3 separate regions of the Mus musculus genome follow, and all the other regions are linked to region 2. A link is a contact called in public Hi-C and HiChIP or PLAC-seq data. All regions are on one chromosome and are shown on one strand. The core of a region is the stretch at or near the end of the contact, and the rest is flanking DNA. Distances in the headings are between cores, read along the strand shown.

What was found. A called contact is a pair of places that touch in the nucleus more often than the background predicts. HiChIP or PLAC-seq counts read pairs in DNA pulled down with a chosen protein or histone mark.
Region 1: a contact with region 2 is called in a Hi-C map of bone marrow-derived macrophages, with 38 read pairs. The contact joins the enhancer-like site here to the promoter of Cemip in region 2. A contact is called at or near these places in 13 of 39 promoter capture datasets (the C10 cell line, the HPC-7 cell line, cranial neural crest and 9 more), 2 of 15 datasets of contacts at CTCF or cohesin (the NIH/3T3 cell line and large pre-B cells), 64 of 484 Hi-C or Micro-C datasets (the AML12 cell line, B cells, CD8 T cells and 43 more), 25 of 115 datasets of contacts at active chromatin or transcription factors (CD8 T cells, the NIH/3T3 cell line, a beta-TC-6 cell line and 16 more) and 3 of 9 other capture datasets (adipose tissue, liver and pancreatic islet).
Region 3: a contact with region 2 is called in an H3K4me3 HiChIP or PLAC-seq map of embryonic stem cells, with 19 read pairs. The contact joins the enhancer-like site here to the promoter of Cemip in region 2. A contact is called at or near these places in 1 of 39 promoter capture datasets (embryonic stem cells), 1 of 15 datasets of contacts at CTCF or cohesin (the NIH/3T3 cell line), 2 of 484 Hi-C or Micro-C datasets (cerebral cortex and embryonic stem cells), 6 of 115 datasets of contacts at active chromatin or transcription factors (the NIH/3T3 cell line, embryonic stem cells, extraembryonic endoderm stem cells and 2 more) and 1 of 9 other capture datasets (adipose tissue).

What each region holds. Positions count from the first base shown.
Region 1 is chr7:84,247,871-84,251,953 of GRCm38.p6, reverse strand. Arnt2 (aryl hydrocarbon receptor nuclear translocator 2) reads left to right here. Exons shown (of 19, transcript NM_007488.3): 18 at 452-588; 19 at 1,800-4,083. The coding sequence ends at 1,898. All of the region lies in intron 2 of Gm26708 (predicted gene, 26708), which reads right to left. The region is part of intron 2 of LOC117997403 (a long non-coding RNA gene); the gene reads right to left. Among named protein-coding and RNA genes, the nearest start is that of Gm26708, 17 kb to the right of the region's middle. Within about 2 kb of position 1,438, at least 13 of the 459 cell types and tissues checked have an H3K27ac peak or open chromatin away from gene starts, as enhancers often do. A contact at or near this core is called in bone marrow-derived macrophages, where this site is marked.
Region 2 is chr7:84,083,853-84,087,925 of GRCm38.p6, reverse strand. It overlaps Cemip (cell migration inducing protein, hyaluronan binding), which reads left to right and starts at 1,421. Exons shown (of 29, transcript NM_030728.4): 1 at 1,421-1,668.
Region 3 is chr7:83,877,140-83,881,152 of GRCm38.p6, reverse strand. It overlaps Tlnrd1 (talin rod domain containing 1), which reads left to right. Exons shown (of 1, transcript NM_030705.4): 1 at 1-658. Among named protein-coding and RNA genes, the nearest start is that of Tlnrd1, 5.2 kb to the left of the region's middle. Within about 2 kb of position 2,387, at least 85 of the 459 cell types and tissues checked have an H3K27ac peak or open chromatin away from gene starts, as enhancers often do. A contact at or near this core is called in embryonic stem cells, where this site is marked.

The DNA.
Region 1 (4,083 bases), core at 189-2,688, 160 kb before region 2:
AACAGCTGAGCTTGTCTTCTACACTTGACACACACACACATGCATGTGCTTGTGGACACACTCAATATCCTCTTTAGCTAAGTCCCTAAAATAATTTAGGCAAATTTCTCACTCCTAGTTTCTGTTTTGAGGCCACCATGAGCAGCCACGGGAACATAGGGCGCTATGAGGATGGAGCATGAGTCACCTGACAGGCTCATTCTAAAAAACAAAACTATTCTTTCTGGTCACTCACACTTCACAGGGCTTCCTCCAGTATTTGCCCCTCAGCTTATTCTGTCAGGAAGGAGGAGGCCTGTTTGATAGGGACGTGCCATTCAGGAGTGTAGAGCCCTTGAGAGGCACTAAGATGGGAGAAATGGCAGAATGTGACAGCCAGGTCCCCCAGTCTTAGGTTCCCAGAACCACATGATGAATTTTTTTTAAGTATCCTGTCCGTTGGGTATTTCAGCTGAGAGTGGACAGAGTGGCGGGCAGTTCCAGGGCCGGCCCTCGGAGGTCTGGTCCCAGTGGCAGAGCCAGCATCACGGACAGCAGAGCGGTGAGCAGCACTCGCATCAGCAGCCTGGCCAGACTGAAGTGTTCCAGGTAAATCCAGCGAGCAGCGCCTTCTCGTAGGTGTAGGTACCTGCGCCTTCTCTGCTTCCTTATGCCTCTTTCTGCACCTCTGCCTGCCCTGCCCGGTAGCCAGCAAGAGATCCCACCAGCCTGCAGTATGGGGAGCCCACAAGTAGAAGGAAGGTCTTGCCCTGCCTAGCCAAAGCCTTCAGATACACAGGAAAGGCACAGGGGCCGTCAGCCTTTCAGCTGTACTCTCACAGCAGAGGCTGCATCCTGGATCATACACCCAAAGTTATCCAGTACAGATGTATGGAGCGAAATACAGAAGGGGGGCTTACCCTGGAGCAGGGCCCATGCCCATCTAAGAGCTAAAGACCCTCAGGGCTCACCATGGGCAATATACACAGCCTCCCAGAGCTGCAGGTACCTAGGGGCTTGATTGCCTCAGCCTGTCATCTCTCCACTATGGCAACCAGGAAGAGGGACTCCCATCCCCAGACCCTTAGCCCACGGCAGCTGGGCCAGTGCTCAACTCTCTAGGCTAAGGGTCTAAGGCTACTTCCAGACCTCCACTACTAAAGACTTGCCTTGCTGTTCTCAAATCCTAACACTGACCAATCTTAGTATGCTGGTGACAAGGACATGACCTTACCTATCATATAGGACTCAGCCTCCCAGGTTTTCCTGGAACATTGTAAGTGCAGGTATGAGCCTATTAAATCCCCTCAGCTAGAGGTGGGCCTGCCCACCCAGTCTTTTAGCAGCAGCCCAGACTCCACTGGGGGACTCCCAGAGAGCAGACAAAATAACTGACCTTCCACTCTGGGATGGCATCACCCCGACAGGCCACTGTGCCCAAACCACAAATGCTCAGACTCCTGCTTGGTCGGCGGTCATATGGCTGTCCAGTCATAATTTCTGTTGTAGCTTCTGCTTGCCCAGCCAGGGGAGGGGGTGGGGCTCTTTCCACCCTTGGGCCCGGTTTAGCTTCAGAAAAAGGTTTGTATTCTAGCGCTGTCTACCTTCAGCATAACACTCCCCAGAAGAGCAATTCCCAGCAGGGTCGGGTATTGAAGCCCTCTGAAGAGCAGCCCTGTATACAAGGCTGTGCAAAGGAACACCTGCTCACTAGAGAGATGGTCAAGGGGATCAGTCAGTGGCAGGCTGGACTCCGGGACAAGGGCAGGCTCTGGGTGAGGTCACTGACCCCTGGGACTTTCTGTTCTTCTCCTCTCCAGGACATGCTACCCATGCCGGGCGACCCGACGCAGGGGACTGGCAACTATAACATCGAGGACTTTGCTGACCTGGGCATGTTCCCTCCATTTTCTGAGTAGCTTCAGGCAAAGCCAGGCTTCTACTGCCCAGACGCTATTATCATGCCATAGATGCCCATGTTCAAAGAGGGTCCCCCTCACCCAGCTTGCCCTGCTGTAGAACCCCCAGAAATCTCCCTTATTCCCCATCCTCCCTGGACATGGCATCACCTGGCTCTAACCCACAGCCCTGGCTTCTTGGGTTTGGGATCTTTGTATTTATTGTACTTTATCTGTGTGCTCGGAAGGGGGCCGCCAGGGTCTTAAATCCCATTGTGAATAATCTATTAATGGACAATTTGCACCCATCAAGTGTTTGCTTGATCCACAATGGCTGGCAGTACCAGCAGGTCTGCCTGGTGCAGAAGCTGGGTTTCTTTCTGCTTTTTCACGGCTGCTGCCTCGGAGGCTTGGTGTCAGAGTGAAAGGCAGTGACCTCTGCATTCTGTGCTGGAGCCAGGAGCACAGGATGGGAGTCTCCCACACTAGCTGTCCTTGACGGCCTGGGGCCAGGTGTGCTTTAAACCTGAGAATCAACGTTGTGGCTTGGTAGATGTACTGTGGCGTGTTGGTGTGTGTGGCCAGTGAGAGTGAGAAGCCGTCCCCATTCAGCTGCATTTCAAAGGAAAGCGTGACTGGGGCCTGGGAGCTGGGCTGACTCCCTGGAAGCCAGGGCTGGGGAGCTGCCCACTCTGTAGTCAGTTCTTTGGTCCCCTGCCCTTTTACAGACATACTTTACTTCTTAAAGTCTCTAGTCCTTCTGTCCTATGCGAGCACTCACGCTTCTCTTACTAAGCCTGAGGGACAGTGTCCTGATTCCATAAAGGTCACTGCATCCTCCCTGCTCTGCATCTGAGCAGAGCTGTTTTCTGCCCAGCGCCTTCAGAAAGTCAGACCCAGTCCTCCTCTGTACAGGGTTAGGATACCTCGACTCTAAGTGTCCCTGACACCTTCTGCTCAGTAACTTGGAAAGAAGATGGGGCCACACTCTGGGTGGAAAAGGGTGCCTTGGGCCACCTGAACCTCTGTCCTCATCAGGCAGGAGAGGCAAGGGTACCTCAGGGCAGACACAGCCAGGCGCCTGTGAGGCCAGAGACTCTGTTCTGCCCAAGCTTCTACAAAGACCTGAATTCCTCAGTGGTCTTAAGGTAGAACTATGAACTAACTTCTAGAACAATGGTTCTCAGCCTGTGGGCTGTGTTGGGGATGCCAGACAACCATTTCACAGGGGCCGCATATCAGATACCCTGCATATTAGGTAGTTACAAACGATACATACATAACAGTAGAAAATCACACTTATAAAATAGCAATGAAAATGATCTTACGGTTAGGGTCACCACTACATGAAGAACTATATTAAAGGGTCACAGAGTTAGGAAGGTTGAGAACCACTGTTCTAGAAGTGTCTTGCTGGCTTATCTCTGACATCAGAGTCCCTGTGTCAGTCAGATTTAAAGAGCTTCAGATTCCACCCATTCCACCCTGCCCCTCCCTCACTCCATGTGCTGCTCTGAGTTCTCTCTGGCTTTTGGGAAGCTGGGAGTACAAGAGGCTCCAGGGTGCGCAGGGGCGGAATGAGCCTGGAGATTAAGAGCCTGGGGGCACCACTCCATTCAGAAGCTAAGCTCTGCCAGTGTTTGCACAGGACTCACTTGCAAAGTTTGCTTGGCTCAGCAGACTGCCCTTGGCAGCAACCCACCCTAGGGGATCCCGTTCCTGACAAACTCCAGCCCCAGAGACCTTAGGCAGCTTTGAATCCTTCCATGGAGAGTAGTGACACAGTCAGAGCTTCATCCCAGACTCAGAACCCCCAAACAGTCTCTCCTGGAGCTGGCCCCAGGTGGTGAGCATAAGTTACAAAAGGGAAAACAAGGCCCAAAGCTGGCTTCAGGAGCAAAGAATGCTTTGTAGTGTAGAACAGCCCTTGACCTTTAGCTTGTGAATTAAGAGGTGTGGAAGCTATGGGTTTGGTTTTATTGCCTTGGGTGGGAAGTGGGGGCTTTTCTTGGGTGTGACAGCCCTGGGCTCAGGGCCCTAAGGTCTGCAGAAGAAATAGGACAGGATTCTTGCTTGCTATCATTTCATGCTTTCTCTCTGTTAAGAAGTTGAGGGTAAAGCCAACTCAGTCCTTGGTCCTGGGAGCAGAGGTGGAGGATTGTTCGGCAACCCAGACAATAGCAAGCACTGCTTTCAATGGTTCCTG
Region 2 (4,073 bases), core at 172-2,671:
TGGGGTGGAGTGCTGTGCTTCCCTGGTTCCAACACATGGCCCAAAGGCTGCTGCCCAGAGGACCTAGACAGGGGCTTCCAAAGTCTCTGCCATAGACTGGCCCTAAAGCCTGCACTGAGATTCCTAAAGCTGGTGGGCACTGCCTAGAATGAAGACCCTCTCGCACAGCAGTGAGCATAGGACATTGGCAGGCAGGAAGAAATGTGTACTTGAGAACTCTCATTAACCAGAGGAGGGAGCTGAGCAATAAGTCTCAAAGAGGGACAGCATATAGAATTGCAACCAAAGCTGTCATCTTAGAATTAAAATGAAATGGAAAAAAAAATCCCCAGCACCTTTCACCCTTTTTGCCAGGGTCAGAGTGGATAGGTAGCTGGTGCTCAGGGCACCCAGTGTTGAGGAGATGCTAGATGCTCTGGGTGGGCTTACTTATTCCTATGGCAGAGGATAACTCACTGGTGGCACTGTCTTGTTTTGATCCTTGAGAACATTGTCCTGTCCAGGCACAGACTACATGCAGGATAGCAAACACTTACTATGACTTAGTACCCACAAAATCTCACTGAAATCCTCTCTCCAGGCTCATGGGAGCCCAATGGTGAAGTCCCTTGTTTATGGTCAAGTAACTGGCATGTGCAGAAAACTGACACATGTGAAGAAGTAACTCTACTATCCGTGTGTGTGTGTGTGTGTATGTGTGTGTCCCCTAAGACAGAGGTCAAGCTGCTTGGAGTGTTATTTGTTTTTGAGACCGGGTATCTCTATTTTACCCGGACTGGCCAGCAAGCCCCAACAAGCCACCTGTCTCCACCTCCCCAGCTCTGGAATTACAAATTAGGGCTATTGCCCACCCAAGGCATTTTTATGAGGATTCTGGGAACTGAACTCTGTTTTTTCAAACCTGTAAACATCTTAGCGGTCATCTCCCTAGCTTTCAAAACAAGATCTTCTCTAAGAGACCTCTAGACCTAGGCGATCCTGGATTCTGTTGCTATGTTGGCTTACAAAAAGTGTTACGGGTTTGAAATCTAACAGCCTGAACGTAGAGTGGTGGCGACTCTGTCAAAATCTCTTTTTTCTGGCTGACTGTCCCTTGGGGAGGCCACTGGATACAAGCTGCGCTTCCATCACTAAGCCCTCGGAGGTCCGCAGCTTTCGTCCTAGGCTCCAGCGCCCTCACCTGGTGGCCACGGCTTGTCCCGGCGGCGGCTCTCGGGCTCAGGTCTGCGGCTCCCGGAGCGGCCGCCAGAGCCCGCCCGGGTCCAGCCCCGCAGGCCGCCCACCGCGGTGAGTGGGAGGACGCTGCCCAGAGACAGGGGTGGGACAGGGGGGACGGGATGAGTGCGGGCGCCGGGGGCTCTGGTGGGGAGGAGTCAGGCCCGGAAGGCGACTATAAAAAGCGTCGGCTCGGGCTGGCAGCTCCGAGCTAGCTACTAAGCCAGTGAGCGCGCGGAGTCGAGCGAGGAGCGCCTTCTGCGCTGAGTGGCAGTGGTCTGGTGCTGCTGGAGCACTGTGCCGAGTGAGGTCGGAATCTGCACCCCACTTTCCGCCAGCTCCCGTCCCACTTGCTTACGCTCAGGAGCTCAACGCGTGGGATCAGATACTAGACTACGGGATGCTGCACTCCAGATCCCCGAGGCGTGGCAGGGTCTCGGTCATCAACCTGAGGTAAGAGGACCGGAGCTAGGGCGCGAGGGCTGCTTGGGTTAAGCTATGGGGAGGAGAGGAGAGACCGGATCCCACATTCTCCCCTCTGTTAGGTAGAACGTTGCCCTCCATCAGTCTGATTGTCCAGCCTATTATTCTATGCTGTCTACCACTGTCTGTCTGTCTGTCTGTCTGTCTGTCTGCCTGCCTGCCTATCCATGAATATATTGGTGGGCACACGCCTCCGCCACGGTCCTTCGTCTCTGAAATCTTTACAAATGTCAGGTGTTGGGGACACCATCGTCCAGGAATGTATTCGACGGGAGGTGGATTTCTGTTTTGCTTAGTTTGTGCCCCTGTGAATGGCACCAGATGTTCACACAAACAACAGTGTCTAATCGAAGAGAGATGGCCCCTAGGCAGGTCTCGCAAGGAGCCCGGTGCAGGGAACGCGCTTACCGTGTGGCTAATGGTGAGCTTCGCAAGACTGTACCTTGTCGCTACCACGTAGGCAAGGTCTCCTGGGTTCCCTAACCTGCCTCTGCCCTCCCAGTGATACGCTGGCACCGGGCTGGAGGAGATGATCTGATGTTAGACGACCTCGGTGGCCTCTGCTGTTATTTAAACAAACACTAAGCCTGGCAGCGCTGCAGGGACATTTGGTGGCCCCTGGCAACAGACAGCATCTGCAAGAAGGGTCTCGCTAGATTGACAGAAAAACCAAGGTCTCCATAAGGCACAAGACTGAGTTGTCCACGGTTCTCAAGCTCTCCGCTCTGGTTCGGTGACATCTCGGAATGAACCCCAGAGAATCCTTGTGCTCTTGACCGAGCGTTGTGCCGGTGTTCCCCAAGACTGGACACTCTACCCGCCCCAGGTCTGAGGTTCTCAGTCCTGCTCCGAGCAGCCAACTCTGCCCACAGGTAAGACCTTCTCTTTAAAACCAAGCTTTTGATGTGAGAGCCACGGCTTGGCTGAAGCCTGTCCAGGAGACCGTGAGCCAGGGAGTCATTTCCATCTCCGCGGTCTGGAGAGGGACCCTAAGGCGCGCCCGCGGGCGGGGAATAGGCTGCTCCGCGTGCCCAGGCTCGGCGCCACCATGGACAGCTCCCAGCTACTTCCGCCACTCGGGGCCTGTGGCCCTGAGTCTGGTGTGTTCAGGCACCTCCCTCACTGATTAAGGTGTTCAGACACTAGGAAGGTAGAGAGGGACTAACAGTCTTGGGGACCTAGGCATTTTTTTCTGGAGGCACTAACCACTCAGGAGGGAGCCTACTTTGCCGGAGGCTGTGGTTTTCTACCAGGTCCCAGCAGAGCTTGCATCTTTTTCTGTGTAGCCCCTTGATGTCACTAGGGGCTTCCTTTATTCTTATGTGACAACATGGAGATCCCTCAGAGGTGAGACAGGTGTGAAACTTTTGTTCTATGACCCAGACAATGAGGTAAAAGTATATATAATTAGATACAGAACTAAACTGCTTTCAGTGCACGGTGTAAGGTCAGTTTTGTAAAATTAAACAATGTAATAATATGATAATGAATCAATACTTTAGTTTCACAGTTTATGAGAGAATGGAGAAAAAAAACACATTTAAAAAATTACGAAGGAAGTGTCTGAGTGGGTGTATAAAGCAGCCATGCTCTTTCTGATCCTAACAGTGTCCTCTAAAGCTGGACTCTTGAGGAAGCTTCCAAAGGCTCCACATAGCCGTAGCTGATGGATGGTTCAAACTGACTATCTGGGAACAGAGTAGGGATTATGTCCTTCTTTTATTAAGAAATGATACGGGATGGGATCTTTTGTCAGTACTACCTACACTCAAATACAGAAATGTGTGTCTCTTTATTTTAAAAACTGCAAGAAATCAGGTCTTTCCTGCTTGTGACTGAAGCATACATATAATAAATAGTTACAAAAAGAGAAAGGAAAGGAGAGAGGGAAAGAAAGAGAGAAACAGAGAGATCTGTGACTTCAGGAAAGTCAACTTTTTTTCCTCCCCTGTAACTGGGGGCAAGCGGAATCGCTCGGTAAGTGGCTGAAATTACCAGTATAAGGCAAAGCATTTAAGTCCAGTGCTGAGCACAGAGAACTCTGCTAGAATGATCCAGATTACAGGTGCATTTCCAAGTGCTGCGCATTTTTCTGAAATGCTTACCCGCCCCCTGTCCCCTTTCTTAGCCCAGTAACTGGTTGGGATTGGTTCTACCACCTTGTTATTTTCACATTGGTGAAAGTGCTGAAGGAAGAGAAGTGGAAGGATTTTTACGAAAGACAAATCAGTTCACTGTTTCCCTACCTGCACGACTTGGAGCAAATACTGTTTTTAAAAAGAAATAAGTCAGCCGGGCGTGGTGGCGCAAGCCTTTAATCCCAGCACTCGGGAGGCAGAGGCAGGCGGATTTCTGAGTTCGAGGCCAGCCTGGTC
Region 3 (4,013 bases), core at 1,138-3,637, 210 kb after region 2:
TCCTCCACTCATTTCTCTATTATAATGAGCCATAGGTTCAGGCTTACTGAAATCTGATTTGTATTCGGCCTGTCATTTTCAGATTAAAGTACTTCCTAATACTGTGTGGGGTGCTGCCTTGCCAGCTCACAGAATTTTGCATGGGACTTAACAGCACTGTATCAACTGATCCTTTAGCATCTTCAGTGAGGCTAGGCCTAACCCAGAAATCTCTATGACTTTATAGAAGGTTCTAGGCAGTTTGATAAAAGAGTCTATCCTCTGGACTTAGAACTTTCTAGAGCATGCTTGTCAGTGGAGGGCTTGTTTTTATGACCTTGATTCAAGTGGCTGGTTGGGTATTGAAAGAGTATTTTGTTGATTGAAATCATGTCGAGGTAGTTTGGCTTTTCTGTAGATAAATAAATTTGGGATGGACTTTTTAAGGGGGAGTTTATGGCTTGTTGAAGACACTGTTGAATAGTTTCTTACTAAATAGAGTGACAAACTTATCTATAGCCTTGAAACCTGGATGAGCCACATGCGCAAAAAACTCCTGTAGGCTTTCAGTGTATCATTTACTTTTTCAGGGGGTTTTATTGTGCTTAAACCTTTCCAGTGCCCACAGATCTGAAAAGTTGTCACCATAAAATGTTAGCAGCAAAATGAAATTTAACTTATAAAATCAATTTTTCCCACACTTTCTAAAAAAAAAAACTTAAAGTAATAGTGTGTATACATTTTATTTTCAATGGTCAGAGCAAACCTGGCTGTTGCTCACACCTCTCATTTCAACACTTCAGAGACTGAAGTCGAAGTCTTGCCATAAGTCTGAGGCCAGCATAGACAGTTGGTGTCTCAGCACAGCAAATATGCATTAGGAATTAAGTGAGAAATGGTCAAAGGAGCAGTTGTTTTCTCTAATTAGATCTTGCAAGAGTTATAAAGTAAAATGAAGTGACCTTGGGTATGCTCCTACCCCCCCCCCCCCAGTTCTTTTGTAAAGTTTAGTCTAGATCAGCTGCAGGTAGATTGGCAAGAGGGCTGCCAAAAGAAGTCCTATGTACACATGGAAATTATTTCTATTCGTTGGGTTTACACAAATGATAAAGTCTAAATTTCCTATGGTTCCTTTAGTCTGCAGATATCACAGAGTAAACTGAAAGGAATTAAGAGCCAGAAGAACTAATCCTTGAAGAACTAATTTTAAAACTGCAAGCCAAAAGGCAAAAAGACTTGCCCTATCTCCTTGCATGACATTAACTAGCTAGTCTCCACATTAAATTTGAAACTGCTCTTTCTCACAGAGTTTCTCACAGTTGTCTCAGTGCTTGTGTATGTGATAGGGGTTGAGTGCGGAATGTTAAAAATCTCTGTCCTTGAGAAATGTGATATTTAATTTCTTTTTTTGGTTTATAAGGGTCGGGGTTTGTCTGACAGTAGGTGCCTTGAAATTTTCTCTGTCTTTTCAAGCAGGTTTTTAGAAGCCAGAGTGAGTAGCACACAGTTCCGTTCTGTGTGTGTCTGCAGTGCCTGGTTAGGGACTTGGGCACTGGTCTTTGGCATTCTAATTTCCTTCCAATATATTAGTTGCCAAACTTCTCTTTTAAATAATCCTTGATTTTTTTTTTTTTAAAGAAGTACATCAACCTATTTCATAATAGGCTGTAATGAGGTCAGCAGAGTTACTGGTTCCAGAAATAAAATCAGAACGGCCTCATTCCACTCAGCCTTCTTTTTATAAATATGTAAATTAAGCTTCACCACCACTAACTTCAGTCCAACCCTGGGTTCTTCTGACTTTTCTGGGTCAAGGTTTGTAAGTCAGGTTTAATGCAGAGTCCTTTCTGACCAAGAGATGCCAAGAACCTCCTTAGGCATGCTAAAGAGAAAGACAGAAAACCAGCTAAAACCAGCTAAGTTCCCCGAACAAAAGCCATTGTCTATGACAGTCAACCGAAGGAAATGGGACAGAGCAGGCTTTCAGGCATGACCAGGGGGAAAAGAGATCAAAACAAGACAAGAAGCCTTTCTTTGTCAGTTTAAAGTTTGGGCTTTCTTATTCATCCTGAGTTCTTGGTAAGAATGCAAATCAATCTCTCTCTCTCTCTCTCTCTCTCTCTCTCTGTGTGTGTGTGTGTGTGTGTGTGTGTGTGTGTGTGTGTGACTGTCATTCTGGAAACATCAGTTAACGGCTGAATGGTAGTTATTTTTCACTTTCCTTTTAAAGCTGGTATAGGGGTCTGAGATATTTTGCAGTTTGAGACAGCTAATTTTAACAGGAACACCTGTTTTTTTTCTGAATGAATGTGACTGGTGAACAGGCAGAATGGCGGGGGTTGGACAGAGGACCTCCAGAGTTAGCAACTGAGCAGTGCACAGAGACTGAGAGGACTTGGAGAAGAAATCCACAGACTTAGCACCTCTGCCTGCGGCTGCTGCCTGGCTTGACCTTTGACTCTAGTAGCTGAATGAGTTCTTAAGGAGACCTGGGTTTTAAGGGCAGATCCTCTCAGCGCTTGCTTGATTATTTACTTTGGGTATCTGTGACTAATTGGTCCAATTTGCTTAAGCAAAGTTTCTGGGAGTGATCTGCTTCCCCCTACAATGATAAAGGCTCAAAAACTGTAGTTGTCTAGATATAAGGAAACGCCGCTTTTAGCAGGGGCCTCTGTGATTGAGGTCAGTTTAACAGAATTGGGGTCAATTTAACAAAGCAGGGAGCCCATTAAGATCAGAGGCTATAATGCCTGGCATATATGTATTTTGGTTTTGGTTTTGGTTTTTAAATGAAACTAATAAAATGCCTGCAACAAGATTACATAAGCAAGTAGTGAAATAGTTCCTGTAGGTGGAAGTTATAATGGCCATTTACTGGGCCAAAAGGCAGTGGGAGCCAACTAGGATACAGACAGCTGTGAGTGATGCCTTGCTCTGGACTCAGTACTGCTGTGTGGTCCAAGGACCTTCAGCACCAGCACTATTCTGGATGCCACCTCAGCTTTGTTCACTAGAAGCTGCTCTGTGTTGTATCAGGCTCTCCAGGTGACTGATGCATGCCCAGGTTGGAGCCTCCCTGCCCTATAAAGTATGCAGGTTTCTTTTTTATCTTTAAATCCAGAATACACCCCTTGTGTGTCAGGAGGCTATATCATTTCTATGAGCTTCCCCTTTGCTCTGGTGTCCTTTTCTCTTGGACATTGTGAGCTTAAACCTAAGTCTTTGTATGTGGCAAGCAAGTGCTCTGCCACTGAGGTATGTCCTCAGGCCCGAGGAACTCTTAGATTGATCTTTGAGGGTGTGTGTGTGTGTATCTGATGTGTGTTGTGCTTCATGTGTATCTGATGTGTGTGTGGATGCAACCGTGCACATGCCACAGTTTGCATGTGGAGATCAGAAGACAGGTTTGAGAATTACATCATCAAAATTGTGTAGTAGTACTCTGGGAGCCATCTCTTTAACTTGAGAATTGAGCTCTCTCTCTCACGCACTCTTTCTTTCTATCTCTCCCTCCCCTTTCTCTCTGTGTACATGTGTGCATGTTTATCTAAAGTACAGAGTTCTCTTCCCTTTATGCTTTGGAAAGAAACTGAAACAATACAACATAAACCAGCAAACTGACTTTATGTTCTTACATATTATCTCTTGTGCAAGGTGAATTCAAAAGAAAAAGTCAACCTGTGAGCTCTTTGACCAACCAAGAAAGAACACTTCACTTCTGAGTTTATTTACTATTTTGTATAATTTTTTTTTAATTTATGGGTATGAGTTTTGCATATCTGTGTACTATGTGCATGCCTAGTGCCTCAGAAGGTCAGAAGAGGGCGTTGGATCCCCTGGAACTGGAGTTATGGATATTTGTGAGTCACCACGTGGATTCTGGGAAGCAAACCTGGGTCTCCTGAGAGATCAATAAGTGCTCTTAACTGCTGAGCTTTGCCTCTAGCCCTGGCTACTGAGCTTCTAACACATACTCACAAGCAATGTATGTACAGACCGATTCCAACATGCACTGCAGGAAATCTGTACTGCAG